Linked DNA regions of Sus scrofa: region 1 is linked to region 2. Evidence: chromatin contacts called from public promoter capture Hi-C data. All regions are on one chromosome and are shown on one strand. The core of a region is the stretch at or near the end of the contact, and the rest is flanking DNA. Distances in the headings are between cores, read along the strand shown. Region 1 holds the start of PPIP5K2 (inositol hexakisphosphate and diphosphoinositol-pentakisphosphate kinase 2). Region 2 holds the start of PAM (peptidyl-glycine alpha-amidating monooxygenase).

What was found. Promoter capture Hi-C pulls out the DNA fragments that hold promoters and counts their contacts.
Region 1: a promoter capture Hi-C map of liver shows a contact between it and region 2, with 5 times the contacts expected there. The contact joins the promoter of PPIP5K2 here to the promoter of PAM in region 2. A contact is called at or near these places in 2 of 5 promoter capture datasets (fetal liver and liver), 3 of 47 Hi-C or Micro-C datasets (heart right ventricle, liver and skeletal muscle) and 2 of 2 datasets of contacts at active chromatin or transcription factors (alveolar macrophages and skeletal muscle).

Annotation. Positions count from the first base shown.
Region 1 is chr2:108,594,861-108,602,461 of Sscrofa11.1, forward strand. PPIP5K2 (inositol hexakisphosphate and diphosphoinositol-pentakisphosphate kinase 2) reads left to right here and starts at 1,873. Exons shown (of 30, transcript XM_021084580.1): 1 at 1,873-2,302. It overlaps GIN1 (gypsy retrotransposon integrase-like protein 1), which reads right to left and starts at 4,157. Exons shown (of 8, transcript XM_005654992.3): 1 at 1,868-4,157.
Region 2 is chr2:108,251,455-108,258,623 of Sscrofa11.1, forward strand. PAM (peptidyl-glycine alpha-amidating monooxygenase) reads left to right here and starts at 4,469. Exons shown (of 26, transcript XM_021084557.1): 1 at 4,469-4,740.

The DNA of each region.
Region 1 (7,601 bases), core at 623-3,122, 340 kb after region 2:
AATTATGAGGCTAGATGAGATAATGAATTTGAAAAGTTCTTTGCAAATAATAAAGCAATATTTAATTACTGTTAAAACGTTTGAGTATTATTATCATCTGTATAAAGCTATTCAAAGTAACAGAAAATCTTTCTTGTCTCAAACTCTTTACCTTCGAGAAAAAAAGTTTAAAATCTTGTTCCTTCCATTAACAGCAATTAATGTTTTACAGCAATTTTATTTATGTTTTACTGCTAAAAGCGAAACTCAGAAGAATCAAGAGTTGTGTACTTTATAATGAATGAGCTTATAGTCTAAAGGAGTTCACAAGCTTCTGGTTCTGGCAGTAAAGACAAATGACAAGGATAAATAGGAAAATCGTAAGAAAGAAAAATCAGTTCACAAAAAATATAGCCTTCTAAGTAGAAGGTTAGTTTCCTGCTGATGTTGGGTGTTTACATACAGGAATAACAAATAATGATTAGCTTTTTTTTCTTTTCTTTTCAAAAGTACATTCACTCTTTGGTCCCTAGAAACGACCCAGTGGCATAGTTAATATGAGAAAATGGCTTTAAGCTCTATTATTCAGTCAAGTAAAATATCTTCCTATTCCCAAATATTATTAAACAAAAGTTATCATTTACAAGAGAGAATTAAATAGCTTGAGTTATAAAAATGAAGATTACATTACACTTTTTTGGATATGCTCATATTTTCAAGAATTCTTTAAAAAATAATTACTCGTGTATTAAAATATGTAGGAATAAGAAAAGGCAGTGAAGGTGGCCAATTACAGCTCCTAATTTTGCAAGAGGAAATGTCAGGATCAAATTTGGTTGAGCTTTTAACAGTAAGTCCCTGGTACAATATTAAATGAAATCCATGAATACTTACTGTAAGTGTAAATATAAATAATTTTATCTTGTGTGTGCAATAAAGGCAGTTAAGTACCATTTGAAATAAAATTAAGATTTAACTTGTGTTCCACCAAGGGCAAAACCCATCAAGGCTACCAATTTAAGCCTCTAAAAGGTTATAATAAGCATGTGTTCCAACTTTAAAACTTAAAATCTGTACCATTTCAATAAACATGTTCACTTGGGATCATTAATTTTACTTCTGAATTATTTTAACTCTGAGGGAGGGACGAGCAAAATTTCATGTAACGAAAAATATTGAGAAATCTCATTACACAAGGCACTTCCCTATAATCCACTTCAACGTGCAAATTCGTTTAACAAAAATGCCTTTATCTCCATATGCATATACATGAAGCCAGGTGATAAATGAATTCTCGTTTTTAAAATTCTCTACTTCGGTTCCGAAATGCCTAAAGAAAACCCACAGACAGTAATTTTCCTTTAAAACTACAGGACAAGATTATCCCTTAAATTCGCGTTTCTCCCCGCCACAGTAAACTATAATCTGGGGCAAAAGGGTAACATTTCAGATTAAAGGACGTTCATGATGAAGTAACAGGGACAATGGTTTATTATCAGTCAACTGCAGCACGCAACTTTTGAATTTGCTCAGAGTTTCGGATGTTACTTTAATTGAAGGAGCATTTCCAGAGCGTTTTGGCTACTCGTTAACTAATTCTTAAGGGCAAGGTCCTGCTTAACTCAGCATACGCAAGACGACCAATAAGTAAAACTCGATCACACCTAGTAGGCACCTCCCCAAGCGTGACAACGTCCCTTTTCTACTCTGCTGGCACCAGCACTCAACGCCCCATAAAGGCCCTCCCGTCTCAAGGGCGCCTGCGCAAGCTCCACAAAGTCAGTTAAACCCTTCCTTAAACTAGTTGACGCGAATAGTTTTGAAATTAGTCAAGTCACGCCTCATTTTAAAAATCATCAGCTGTGAACACACCAGAACGACCACTCACCGAAGTGGTCCTAAACGCAAGCGTCAAGATTTAAGCTTCCTCTCGCGACTTATCTGGTGCTGCCGGAAGCGGAACTACCCGTGTGGTTAAGAGAGGGAGTTTTTTATGGGGGGCCTTGGAAGCACGGCCAGAAAGGGTTAGGCGGATCTCTTGGCTCTTGCCGGAAATCGTTCCGCCCGGTGAGGTTTCTGTGTGAGACCCGAGGCAGGCGGGCGGGGAAGAGGCGTGACCAGTATTCGCCAAATGTAAGAGTGCCATGCAGTACGTCTTTGTGGCTCTTCAGCTTCTTTTGAAGAGAGAAGACCTACATTCAGCTAATAGCCGGAGTCTTTTTGACCAACACCTCATTCCTGACTCCAGGATTAAAGGGCAAACCGAGACCTGAATGGGCTTGGTCATCTCCCGCAGTTCGCGTGGCGACCGCAGGAGTGGCAGGTGAGGGCCCCGGGACCGAAGGAGAATCGAGATGCAGAACCTGGTCCTTCGAGGTTTGCGGCCGCTGCTGGGCAGCTGGTTTGTCTCCTGCTGCGCTTGGCGGAGCCTAGACACGCGCTCTTCCTAAGCGCCTGTGCCAGAGCGGCAGGCAGCATGGGCGTGGAAGAGTGGCAGGACAATCTCGAGGGTCTTTTCGCGTTTTAATTTGTCCTCCTCCTGCTTTGCTTCCCATTTCCATTTCGTGGGTTTGAGATTACCGGAGGTTTCATTTTAGCTCGGAGGGAACTGCCGAGTTTCTGGCTAGTACATCAGGCTGTGGTCGCGCTCCACCAAAGTGGGCAATCTCAAGTTTGGGGGCTGCTGTGGGTAGAGATGGCCGTTTTCATTTTCATTCCTCAGAGTCTTTGTTCCTCTGCTTGCTTCTTGTTTCCCTTTACCCCAGTTCAAGAGACCAAAAGCCCCGTCCGTTGCAGCTTTCCAAAGTAAGGAAAGAGGCTGCGGCTTACTGACACCTAATCAATTGGAGAGTGTTGCATCCTCGCGCTCTTCGAGGGAAAGGGAAGAGAGTGGTGACCACTGGATCTCATTTACTAGGTTCTCGACCACTTGCTGGGAGTTTGCACCCTTTGGAGTCCTGTAGATAATGCTAGTTTTGGCTTTAGCGTGCTGAAAGGTTTAACTGTGGAAGTAGGAAGCTTCCTCGCTGACTTTAGCACCTAGCATCCTTGCTCCACACTGGAATATGGTTTTGATTTGTTACTGAAAACTGTTAGTGAAAAAGTTTTTATTTCGGCAGAAAAAAAAATGAGGAAATCTGCTATATTCATTGAGTCTTATGTGTGGCAAGTGATTTACGTTATTTTCTCACGTACTTCTCTCAACAGTTACATGAGGTGTATTAGATTCTTATTCTTATTTTACAGAGATAAGAACTGAGGCTTAGGTCACTTTCCTTGCCCTAGTAAATTTGTGCTATTAGTGAACATTTGAACTTGTGTCAGAAACCACATTTTTCAGACTTCGAAATCTGTATTCTTAACTATTACATTGCCATTGTCCTACCATTATGCTTCATTGTTTCCTGTTCTTCACTTACATTTCCCATGGCTGAAAGTATTCATTAGAAGAATATTTGTTATGCCTACTTAGGTGTCTCATAGCAGACAGACATGATTTCTGTCTTCATGGAGCTTCAGTATTTTGATGCAGAAATAAACAGTTCAGAAATCAAAATACTTAAACTTGCACAGGCTTGTTTAAAGCAAGTGATTAAAGTGATGGTAGAGGCAGGTTTTACAATCAAAGCTTGCTGTTCAAGTTTTAAACTCGTGACTTGCAGGGTAGTTATTGTGAGGGTATTAAACTTAACAGTCGGTGGAACATTTATTTATCACCCAAATAAGTGCTATGCACCAGTTGAGTATTGTGAATATACAGATGAGATCCTTGTTCTCTAAAAGCTCCCATGCAACTACAAATGAATTGTATTGTGGAGCCACTAATTTTCTCAAGTGGAAATGATACTGTGGTTATGCAAGAGCAAATTAAAGTATTTAGAGATGAGATATATTGATGTTTACAACTTCAAATGGTATAGCAAATATGTATATATGCATGTGCATAGAGAGAATGTAAACATGGCAAAATTTAGCAGTTGAGTCTAGTGGGTACAGGGGTGTTTATAGTCAACTATTCTTTCGGTTTCTCTGAATATTTGAAATTTTCATTGTGAAAATTTGGGGAGGAAAACCGTGACTCTGATGGGAACATATTTGTAAAGATAGATTCAAAATTGTTTGGAGCATAGAAGATGGAAGAGGGAGCTGATGTGTTTGGAGGTTGGCAGAGGCACGATGGCTGGCAAAAAAAAAAAAAAAAAAAAAAAAAAATTCACTGAGCACTTTCCAGTTGGTAATTGAAAGAAAAATAGGAACTTTGAAGGAGAGTCGTGGGTACCAGATAGAAAGGCAGTCTCAGTGAGAATGTGCTGCATAATCTTTTGATAAAGGAAAAAAAAATCAATCTGAAGGTTATATGGAACTTGGTATGAGCTTTTTTGCATAAATAATCTATTCTTTGGGGAGGGGAGACTTCACTGGTGGCATGTAGAGGTTCCCAGGCTAGGGGTCTGATTGGAGCTGGCCTACATCACAGGCACAGCAATACCATATCCTAGTGGGTCTGTGACCTATACCATAGCTCACAGCAACGCCAGATCCTTAACCCACTGAGCCAGGCTAGGGATCAAACTTGCATCCTCATGGATATTAGTCAGATTCATTTCCAAGGGAACTCCCGCATAAACAATCTTATAAATGATGTTAGGTTACTTTTGCCTGCCTGGAAAAGACTATTTATGTAGCTATAGTATAATGCCCTAGAACAAAGTCACCAGTTTTAACAATGTTTCCACTGGAAAATGCTTTTAGTATTTCAGGAAAACTGGTTAGGTGTCTGTGTTCTGGGTAAGCAATGGATGCTGATGGGATCATCACAATAGATGAAAAAGTGTCATTTTAAGGATTGGGTAGTTTTGACCATGACCAGTAAAGCTGTGAAAGAGATAGTATCAAGTTGTGTGTTAAGACTGGAAAATAAGTTCTCTAACAGCAACAGTAGCAAAGAGGAATTTCTGTGGCATCATTGCAGGGGAGGAAAATTGGTACATTGTTTGTTCTGAACCTGTTTAGATCAGCAATCTCTGTCTTAATTCTAACAGCTGCTGACTAGGTATTTAAACAGCTAGCATTTACTCAGTGCTTATCATGTGCTAATTGCTCTGGTTTTGCATGTCATTTAACCTTCAAAACATCTGAGATTTATCATTCCATTTTACAAATGGTGGCTAGAGAGGTTCAGTAATTTAAAGACAGAACTAAGCAACATCAGAAAAAGCTTTGTTTTTATCAAAGTCTAGAATAGTGGTTTTCAGTGTGATTTCCACACCAGCAGCATTAGCAAACATCACCTTGAAATGTAAAGAAAAGCAGGGTATCCGGTCCCACCTCCAGACTTTTTAGTTTAGTAGTTTAACAAGCCCTCCAGGTGATTCTGATGCATTCTAGAGTTTGAGAACCTATGCTTTGAGTGTGACTTCTTTAGTGGCATGGTACTAATTTCAAGTTTAGAAATCAGATTTAAGAGGTATTTGTCCTTTTTACTAAATTTAAACAGTTTACCCATGTGTGTGCACGTGCTTATGTTAAAATATAGATTATCTAGTTAAAAAATGCAGCTGTAGAAAATTTGTAGTAGGTTGAGTAACTTGAGTTTTTACAGGTGTCCCACATAATTCTGATGTAGCCAGTCCATTATGGGACTACTGCTATAGAAAGCCTTAAAGATAAGAAAGATTTAGTTTTGGTGTTTGAGTAATGTAATATCTTTATGGCCAAATAGTTGGCTATTTTAGAATTCATGACAGAGGATGTAGTTTGATAAAAATGCTGAATAAAGTGGAGATGCATATGCTATGTTTACTTTAGTTGTCAGAGGTCCAAGTGAAATAGCAGTCCATTTAGAATGCTCTGGATCTCCTGGGTAGCGAGCAGGGGAGGGAGAGGGATGGACAGGGATTTGGGGCTTAGTAGATGCAAACATTTATAATGGATAAACAACAGGGTACTACTGTATAGCACAGGGAACTATATCTAATCTCCTGCGATAGACCATGGTGGAAAAGAATATAAGAAAAGAATATAGATAGATAAAGAATATACATATGTATATTCAAGTCACTTTGCTATAGAGCAGAAATTGGCCCAATATTGTAAATCAACACTAATAAAAAGAAAAAGAAAATAATTATAATACATGTTTTTTATTTTTGTCTTATCTTACTAAAACAAAACTTGTGGTAGTTAAAAAGGAAAAAAAAATCCTGGATATCCTATCATATGCATAAAATTTCATCTTGTACACAACATATATACCACCTGGGTAGGGAGGGAACAAAAATAGATTTATTTCATACTTTAAATTTTATAATGATTTTCAAAATATGTGTAATGTTATGATAAGGATAATGGAGTTCTGATTTTACTCTTAAGTGATCCTGATAGCCTTTTGTTTATAACTCTTATTGGCTGTGTGATTATAGTCAAATTTCTTCAATTTTCTGAGCTTCAAGACTTCATTTATAATCAAATGATGAACATTTATCTATGTACTGCAAGCATTCATAAAATAAGGAAAATATCTCATCCCAGATTGTTGAGGATATTGTTAAATCACAGAGTCATCATTGCTTTCCAACCTTTTTCATGTTAGAGCATGCATAAAAAAGAATAGTATTTTGTACAGTGTTTCCAGGAGAAACTGAAGAGAATGGTGCTGGAAGCATCTGGCCAAGGGTTCCAGCTGCCATAAAAGCTAAGGCAATTTTTGGCATACTTCTGCTGTTTCTTCATGGTGGGAGGCTCTGGATTAACAAATTAAGAATTTATCAGGTAGGAATGTTTAATAAATGTTCATCCTCTTGAAGCGTACCATATTTCAAAGGAACGGACGTAGCCAAAACAGTTATATAATGCCAAGATTATAGGTGATCAAAGGTTAAAATGAATAATTCAGAGAAGAAAAACTAATAGAAATTGTTGAGGAAAGTTTTGTGGAGGAATATTTGTGGAGTACTTGAGTTTTGCCAAGTATCAAGAAGAGAAATACACTGCTTCATCAGTTTTATCTCCTTTTTATCAGATCATCATATCCAGTAATAGTAGCATACTCAGGACAATAGCAAACATGTTTTGCTTACCATTGCTTCTATTCTACACTCCCCCTCTTCCTTTTTTTTTGAGTTGTATACTAGTTCTCAAACTTGGCTGTTCGTTGGAATCTGGGAAGCTTTAACAATTTCTGGACCTCCTCCCAAATATTCTGATAAAATTAGTACAGAGTGTTGCCTGAACAGTGGGATGTAAGCACTTTTTTATATAAAGATTAAGATAATCTGTAAATCAGTTTGTAAGGTGGATAGAATTTACTGAGGCCCAAAAGTTTAACTAACTTGCTCAAGGTCATACAGCTATTCGAGTTAAGATTCAACACCAAGTATTTTTGGCTCCAGAATCCATGCTCTTAAGCTGTAGCCTGTTCAGTCCAGCCATAGTATCTGTAAGTATCTCTCATATATTAAAAAAGAAAGCCTTTGCCTACCTTTATAACCTTGAAAAGAATTGTCAGTATATCTTGTCTCTATGTCCTCTTCTCCCATTCTCTTAAAAGCAACCCAATAACATTTAATAAATTGCCAATTCTTACTGTGGCTTCTCAGTCCTCTGTATGCGTATTAGTTACT
Region 2 (7,169 bases), core at 3,219-5,718:
AAATGTACATCTATTCTTAGGTCCCACCCCCAGAGAGTCTTGATCATTTGGTGTGAAGCAGGGTTGATGCATCACAATTTTTGAAGCTTCCCAAGTGATTTTAATGTTGTTAGGATCAAGAATCTCTATGCCTAGCCACTAGAATCAAGATATATTTTTCTCCTCTGAATAAAGGATTGTGTGACATTAGATGGACCAATCCCTAGGGAATGTGGGATATATGAATCATAATCAGGCCCTTTAAGTGTCAACCACGGTCTGGGCAGAGAACACCTGTGGAGCTAAGAATTAAAAATGAATGATGCCCTTTGTACTATAATGATAACACATTCTACTCTCTGGGAAGCTATTAAAATATTCCTCTCAAAAATTTTTTTTTCAAGTCTATTTTAAAGTGCGACAAGAGAAAGTAATTTGAAGTACTTGAGAAGGCTCTGTGCACTTAACCTGGCAGAGCTTTCTGAAAAATATTTTGGTAATTTATTTATGTGTGCATCATGCAGTGAAAGAGGGGAGAGTGGGAGTTTGCCCAAGAAAAGAAAGAGAGAAAGGTTTCACATTTGCATTACATCAAGGAAGTTGGACTTGGCCTAACTACCTCTTATTGCACTTTTCATATCTTGAGGTCTGATGCATAAATTTCATAAGAGTCTAGCCTCATTTAAATGATAATTTATGTCCTTAGAATGCCAGTTCCAGTCTTGTTCTTCTGTACACCCCAGAGCTGATCAGAGTGTGGCGATCCCTTTGTTTTCAAAGGAAACTTCATATTCACGTTTTCTCTGCAAGGGTTAGTAGAGGAAGACAAGAAAATAGTCCCATAGAATTTCTGTCAGTGAATGGGAAAAATGTTTCCTCCTATATATATCATGATAGGTAATTGAATTAGTACTCCAGTAGGAAAGGGTTTGCTATTTCATACTCCTGTAGTTTTTTCTTAACACCATGAAATTAAAGACATGCCAGCATGGAGCTACATATTCCTGATCACTTTCAAATAAGCAATGTAGTTTATTATTTCTTTTATGTGCTTTTATAGCACATGCTGTGCAAGATAATTGACTCCATGACAGATGTCTATATTTCAGAGGAAAATTTATTTGCGAAAGAGCAAACATATATTACTAATTTAACATGGGGCTATTCATTATGTGGCCCACAAGGTGCTTTTTATGACTAGTAAATTGAAATTAATATTTTCTCTCATCGTTCTGAATATGCATAAGCAAATTTGACTGTTTGATTTAACCAATTTGAGTCTTATTCTACTATTTGAAGGTAACTTCCTGTTCTCAATAAAAGTTGGGAGCTCTTATATCTTATTTGAAGTGCTGTTTAATGAGAAAGGGTATACTTTTATTTCTTTTCAGGGAAGCCTATGGGCCAGCACATTCCCCAAACTGCCCAGGATAAGTTCTGTCCATTAGATTCATCTTTACAATGAAATGACCACCAGAAAAATTTAAAAATAAGGAGTACAGGAAGGAGTCTCCATGGATCTTCCTTTACTCTGTTATTTGTGCTCAAATGCTACTCTTTTCCAAAACAAACACTAGTAGGCAATAGTATCTGAGACCCCAACAGTTTTGTGTGAGGTGAATTGGCTTGAAGAACTGGCAATGTTAGGTGAAAAAGGCTGCTATGAAGGCACATTTAGAAAAGGGGAGGTTTATAGGAGAATGTCCACCTGCATCTACTTTTAACACTGCCTGAGACCAATTCTGCTGCCTGTAAATAAACTCTCTCAATTCTTCGGAGGCAGGAGGGCTACCAGAATTTTTCCTTGGGGAAAACTAGACTCTTTATCCCTATCAACTAACTGGACGCTTTTCACAATAAGATTCTAGGTTTTTTTTTCCCTTGCACATATTTTTTTAATTAAGTTGATTTACAATGTTGTGCCAATTTATGTTGTACAGCAAAGTGGCCCAGTCATACATGCATATATACACACACATTATTTTTCTCATATTATCTTCTGTCATGTTTTTTTCCCAAGAGATTGGATATAGTTTCCTATGCTATGCAGTATGACCTCATTGCTTACCCATTCTAAATGTAATAGTTTGCGTCTACTAACGCCTAACTCCCAGTCCATCCTATTCCTTCCCCTGCTCCCCCTTGAAAGCCACAAGTCTGTTTTCTATGTCTGTGAGTTTCCGTAAAAGTCCATTATTGATATAAAATTAAAATAACTAATAGATACAGGGCGATTACCATACTCAGAAAGGATTTAAGTTTAATAAGGTTCCATTTCAGAGACGATTTTTTTTCTAGTGAGAAGAGAAACTTTTTATTCAGGCAAGTCTCTTCTAGCCCCTTGAACTTTCAACAGCTTAGCCTTTTTTTGCTCTAGAGGAAATATGGGAAGGAAAGGAGATTTTATAATTAAATTGGAAGTAGTCTTTGTAACAGAAAAACTGGAACACTCAGGACTGGTTTTGTAATGACACTTCAAGAGTGTAGAACCAGCCTCAGGTGGGTGGAGCCCTGAGGCCAGGAGAAAGGAGACTTCTCACCTGCGAAATGGTGGGCGAGTTTGGCTTCACTCATGAATACACATTATGCTTGTGCACTCAGTGGCTGGACTGCACACAGGGTAGGACGTGCTGAGGCTGTAACGTCTGACATCCAGGCTTGGTGGTAGCTTCCTCAGGCACACTGGCTCTCGGTCAGCACAGCTGAGGCTGTAGCCACGCCCACCAAGACATTGAGGGTGTGAGAGAAGTTTGCCATCAAGTACCTTTGGAAGTGTCCCTCATTCTCCTGCATTTTAAGGTAGAAAGGTGGTCACCCACTGAACAAGAAAATTACCTTGACATAAAAATGAACTGAGTTGAACTTAAAAATAACAATCACCAGTCTTAGGACTTCTGTCCCTCACCATTTCCTTCTCTTCTCACCAAAAGTGATTTCTTACTTAAGAGAGGGTCCAACTGCTTGTTTTAGGTAATAGCTCAGGCCAGGAGAGAGAAGTACCTCAGGGGATGCCTAAACAAAATAACTTCCCATCCACTGTAAAGACCCAGCTCTGTTTTCTTATATTTGTCAGCTAACATCACTACAGAATGAATTTCTCATCGCTGGCCAGAGCTTGGCATCATCAGCCTTCTGTGGAATTTAGGTTGGGAAGAGGGGCGGGTCAAGGCATGCGCTAGGTCCTGAAGTGTATCCTTGACTCTCCATCTCTGGCTGAAAATTCTTTATGGGAGGCAGTCCAGATATTCCAATCTATCCAATGCAAGCATCGTTGTTTTCCCTGCAGAGAAATGAATTTTCTTTCTGGTAGTTCCTCTATGGCTGGAGGGCTTTTGCCTCCTTCATTGCAGCCTCTCTCGCTCTTTGTAGGTTCTCATTTTCCTTACTTGCCTTCCACTGGCTTCTACCTCATCTTCTTCAGCATCCCTCCTCTCACGCTACCGACCCCCATCCCCCAAACCAAGGGCTGCAGAAGGAAAAAGCGCCTGGAAAAACCAGAACACTGAGCTGGATATCCTTGCCGGTCGTTTGGTTGGGAGAAGTTGGGGAAAGGAGGATAGGATTTTGGAAGATGCGAAGTGGCTGGTTTGGGGAATGAAAAGTCACGTTGAACACACTCTAGAGGTTACCTGAGGGGAAGTAAAGGCAGTAGCAAACACCTGCCCTTGAATTAAACGCGTATCAGTTTGTGCGTGGGGTCAGTAAAGCACAGCACCAAGCCACTTGAGTATAAACCTTTTCGGCTGGAACTTACCAACTCCGTGGCTCCCTGTTTTGCCCTGCTTTGGGATGAGGTAGAGAGGGAGTTGATTTCTGGGCTCCCTGCCTGCAGTTTAGGGGTGAAGCGCTAAGAGTGTGCGCGTTGAGCGCACTGCGAGCTGAAAAAAGGCCTCGCAAAAGGAACACGTAGAGGTGGGAAGCCAAGCTAGGAAAGGGGGTTTCTGGCGCCAGGCTTGGGGTGAGGGCAGGAAAGCACTTCGAAGCCATGAGCGAGGTGGCCAGAATCCAGCGACTGGGCAGAAAGGAAATTGCACTTTTTCCACAGGTTCAACCCCGGTGCCCCGCTGGCCGGTTCCGCACACTTTCTTTGCGGGAGTCCCCCAACCTGCGGCGGGAACAGGAGGTAGGGGGTCCTTGATTCTCTTGGGAAATATCCTCCTAGCCCCGCGCTGGGCGGAGGGAGAGTCCGACATTTTCCTCGGCCTCTCTCCGGGCAGCCGGCGTGGCCACCTGGCAGGGCTGCTTTTAGGGACTTGGGACTCGGGCGGAGCAAAGGGAGACTTTCAGGCCGGGCCTTGACCCCCTTCCCCCGGCGATAGTTCCAGCTCTCGGCCACTTACTGCCCACACGTGAGTCCAAACACCCAGGACAGCGAATCCCGCAGGGAAACCTCGGGAAGCTGCGCGCGACCGGGAGCTGACTCTGCGGGGACCTCCTTCCCAACCCCCGCGGCCCCCGCGCCCGAGGAGGCAGGGGCGGAGCGGAGGCGCGAGCACGGGGCGGGCTCGGGGGCGGCCGGCAACAGCGGAGCCGCCCCGCGGGGAGGGACTGGGAGCTGAACCCCTTATCCGAGGGCGAACTGCGGACGGGGTTGGGCCCCGCGCGCTCCAGGAGAGAGCCCCCTCCGCCGAGGCCGCCGCGTGCTCGGCCTTTCCCCGCCCAGAGAGCCGGAGCCTACCAACTAACTCCGCCCGCCGCGCCCTCCGCTCCGCCGCCCGCAGGCTCCCGCTTCCGTCCCGGACTGTGCCCGGGGCTGCGCAGGTTAGTACCGCGGCCGCCGTGGCCGCCACCGCTGCCGCAACCCGCGGGCGGTCGAGGCAAGGGTGAGGGTGGGAGCCGGGAAGGGGGCTAAGGAAGTTGGGCTGATGCTGGGCCGGGACGGGGGATCGTGCTGCCTCAGCTCCCTCCGCTTCTCGGCGCCCGAGGCGGTGGTTGATTTCCTCCCGGGAAGCTGGGGTCGCGCGGGCTCCAGAGCCGCGGCCAGGGAGGGTCTCGGGAACTTCTAGTCTATCTTTCTGAGTCCCCCTTGGCACCGCCACAGCCTTGGCTAGTAGTGAGGGGTCAGCCTCCCGTCCTGTCCTCACCTTCGCACTTCTCCTTGCGCCTCATCCTGTGGGTAAAATTCTTCATTCGCCGTTTCTTTTCTCAATTTGGGGAACTCTCCGTACTGTGGAGAAAGGCTCCCCGGTTCCCGCCCTCCCCTGAGACAAGTTTGGGGTGCAAGCTGGGGCCGCTGGGAGGGCAGAAGGGCTGGAGCCAAGTAGCGACCCGAGTTGATTATCAGCGAGTGCCGGGCAGCTATGGAAATTCCCTCTCCTCTTCTCTCGCGTCCTTGCCCAGCTCTGCTCTCCTCCCTGCAGTTTTGCCGGCCCTGTACGCCGGCAAAGGGCGATCGCAGAGGCCAGATGGAAAGTATCCATTACTTAGATACTTGGAAAATGGGAATTTAAGCCTGCTTTCAGCCACCCAACCTTTGTTGGGTGTAGCCTTTGTACCCGATCCTTTTGGACACCTTACGTTCTCATCTGTGAAATGCGGGTCTGCTTTTCCCACCGCTGAGGGTCCTTGTGACGATCCGGTGGGATGATCTCAGTGTATTACTTAATTTTGAGCCATTGTATCTGGTCTCATAAAGGTGCCTGACGGCATGTCCAGTGTTCTAATTCTCTGAGTTGTGGTCCTTCGTGTGAGACATAATTATGTCTCTTTAGATGATTTGGCCAATAGCTTTGTTTGTATTTCTGGATCTGATTATTAATATTCAGAGTTGAAATCGTCTCTTCCTCACCCAACCCGATGTACAAAGCTATGGACCTTTCCTATTTCTGTGGTCACAGGATTTCAAATAGCAAAAGATCGTTATTGGCACAAGTCTTTGGAAATAAGAACTGTGCTTGCTTCAGATATTTGCCAATCTTTACAATCGCTTTTCCATTCTAAGTGCAAATTTACCTTTTTTTTTACATGGCCGTGCCCGCGGCATATGGAGGTTTCCAGGTTAGGGGTGGAATCAGAGCTGCAGCCTCTGGCCTAAGCCGCAGCAGTGCAGGATCCGAGGTCTGTCCGCAACCTACACCACAGCTCAGGCAATGCCAGATCCTTAACCCACTGAGCTAGGCCAGGGATCCAAGGATCCTTAACCCACTGAGCTAGGCCAGGAATCCAACCTGCAACCTCATGGTTACTAGTTGGATTAGTTTCCACTGGGCCACAGCAGGAACTCCAGTGCAAATTTAAATTTGCTTTTAATTTTAACAGTTCAGAAAGTAGAACTGTTTTATTTTAGTAAAATAAGTTCAGACATTTAGCTCAAACTATATGTGCTCTATTTTTTGTAAATTTTCAGTTTACAATCACAGGCACAAGAAGCATTGTTAGCCCCACTCTGTGCACTTTATGAAGAAAGCAAATAAATAGACTAAGAAAGTCAGCTTTAGATTTGAAGTTAAATAGCTATGGCCTGTCATTCATGAATTGCTGATTTAATAGGCAATTCATAAGTTCCTGTATTGTGCAATGCATTGTGCTATGTGCTTTTAAAAGACAGATGTAGAATACATTCCTTGACCTAGAGGGACTTCCAATCTATCTTAGAGAGTAATCTTTTTATTTCATATTTTTATTTATACATCACATATATTCAAATAATTGTATATGGCAAAGTAAAATGGTGTCAAGAATACATTTACTGAAGGCCCTTTAAGGTGATTATTTGGTGAATGTACTTAATAGATTGGAACAAATAACTAGTTATATCGGCGTTTTCTGAACTAAAATTTCACTTCATCAAATGGAAGGCATACTTGAAAAATTAAATTCTGCTTACTTACTTATTTGCTTTTTAGGGCTGAACCTGCAGCATATGGAAGTTCCCAGGCTAGGGGTCAAATCTGAGCTGCAGCTGCTGGCCTACACCACAGCCATAGCAACACCAGATCCGAGTGGAGTCTGTGACCTACACCCGCAGCTCACTGCAATTCCAGATCCATAACCCACTGAGTGAGGCCAGGGATCAAACGTGCATCCTCATGGATCCTAGTGGGGTTACTGTCATAATTAGAACTCCTAAATTCTGTGTTTTTAGAATGAAAGCTCAGAAAATCGTCCATGATGTAGCGATGAAATGTTAAAAGCTGTAGAAATTTCAATTCTAATATCAGTAAGTCAAATTTATGGTGTCAACACAATTT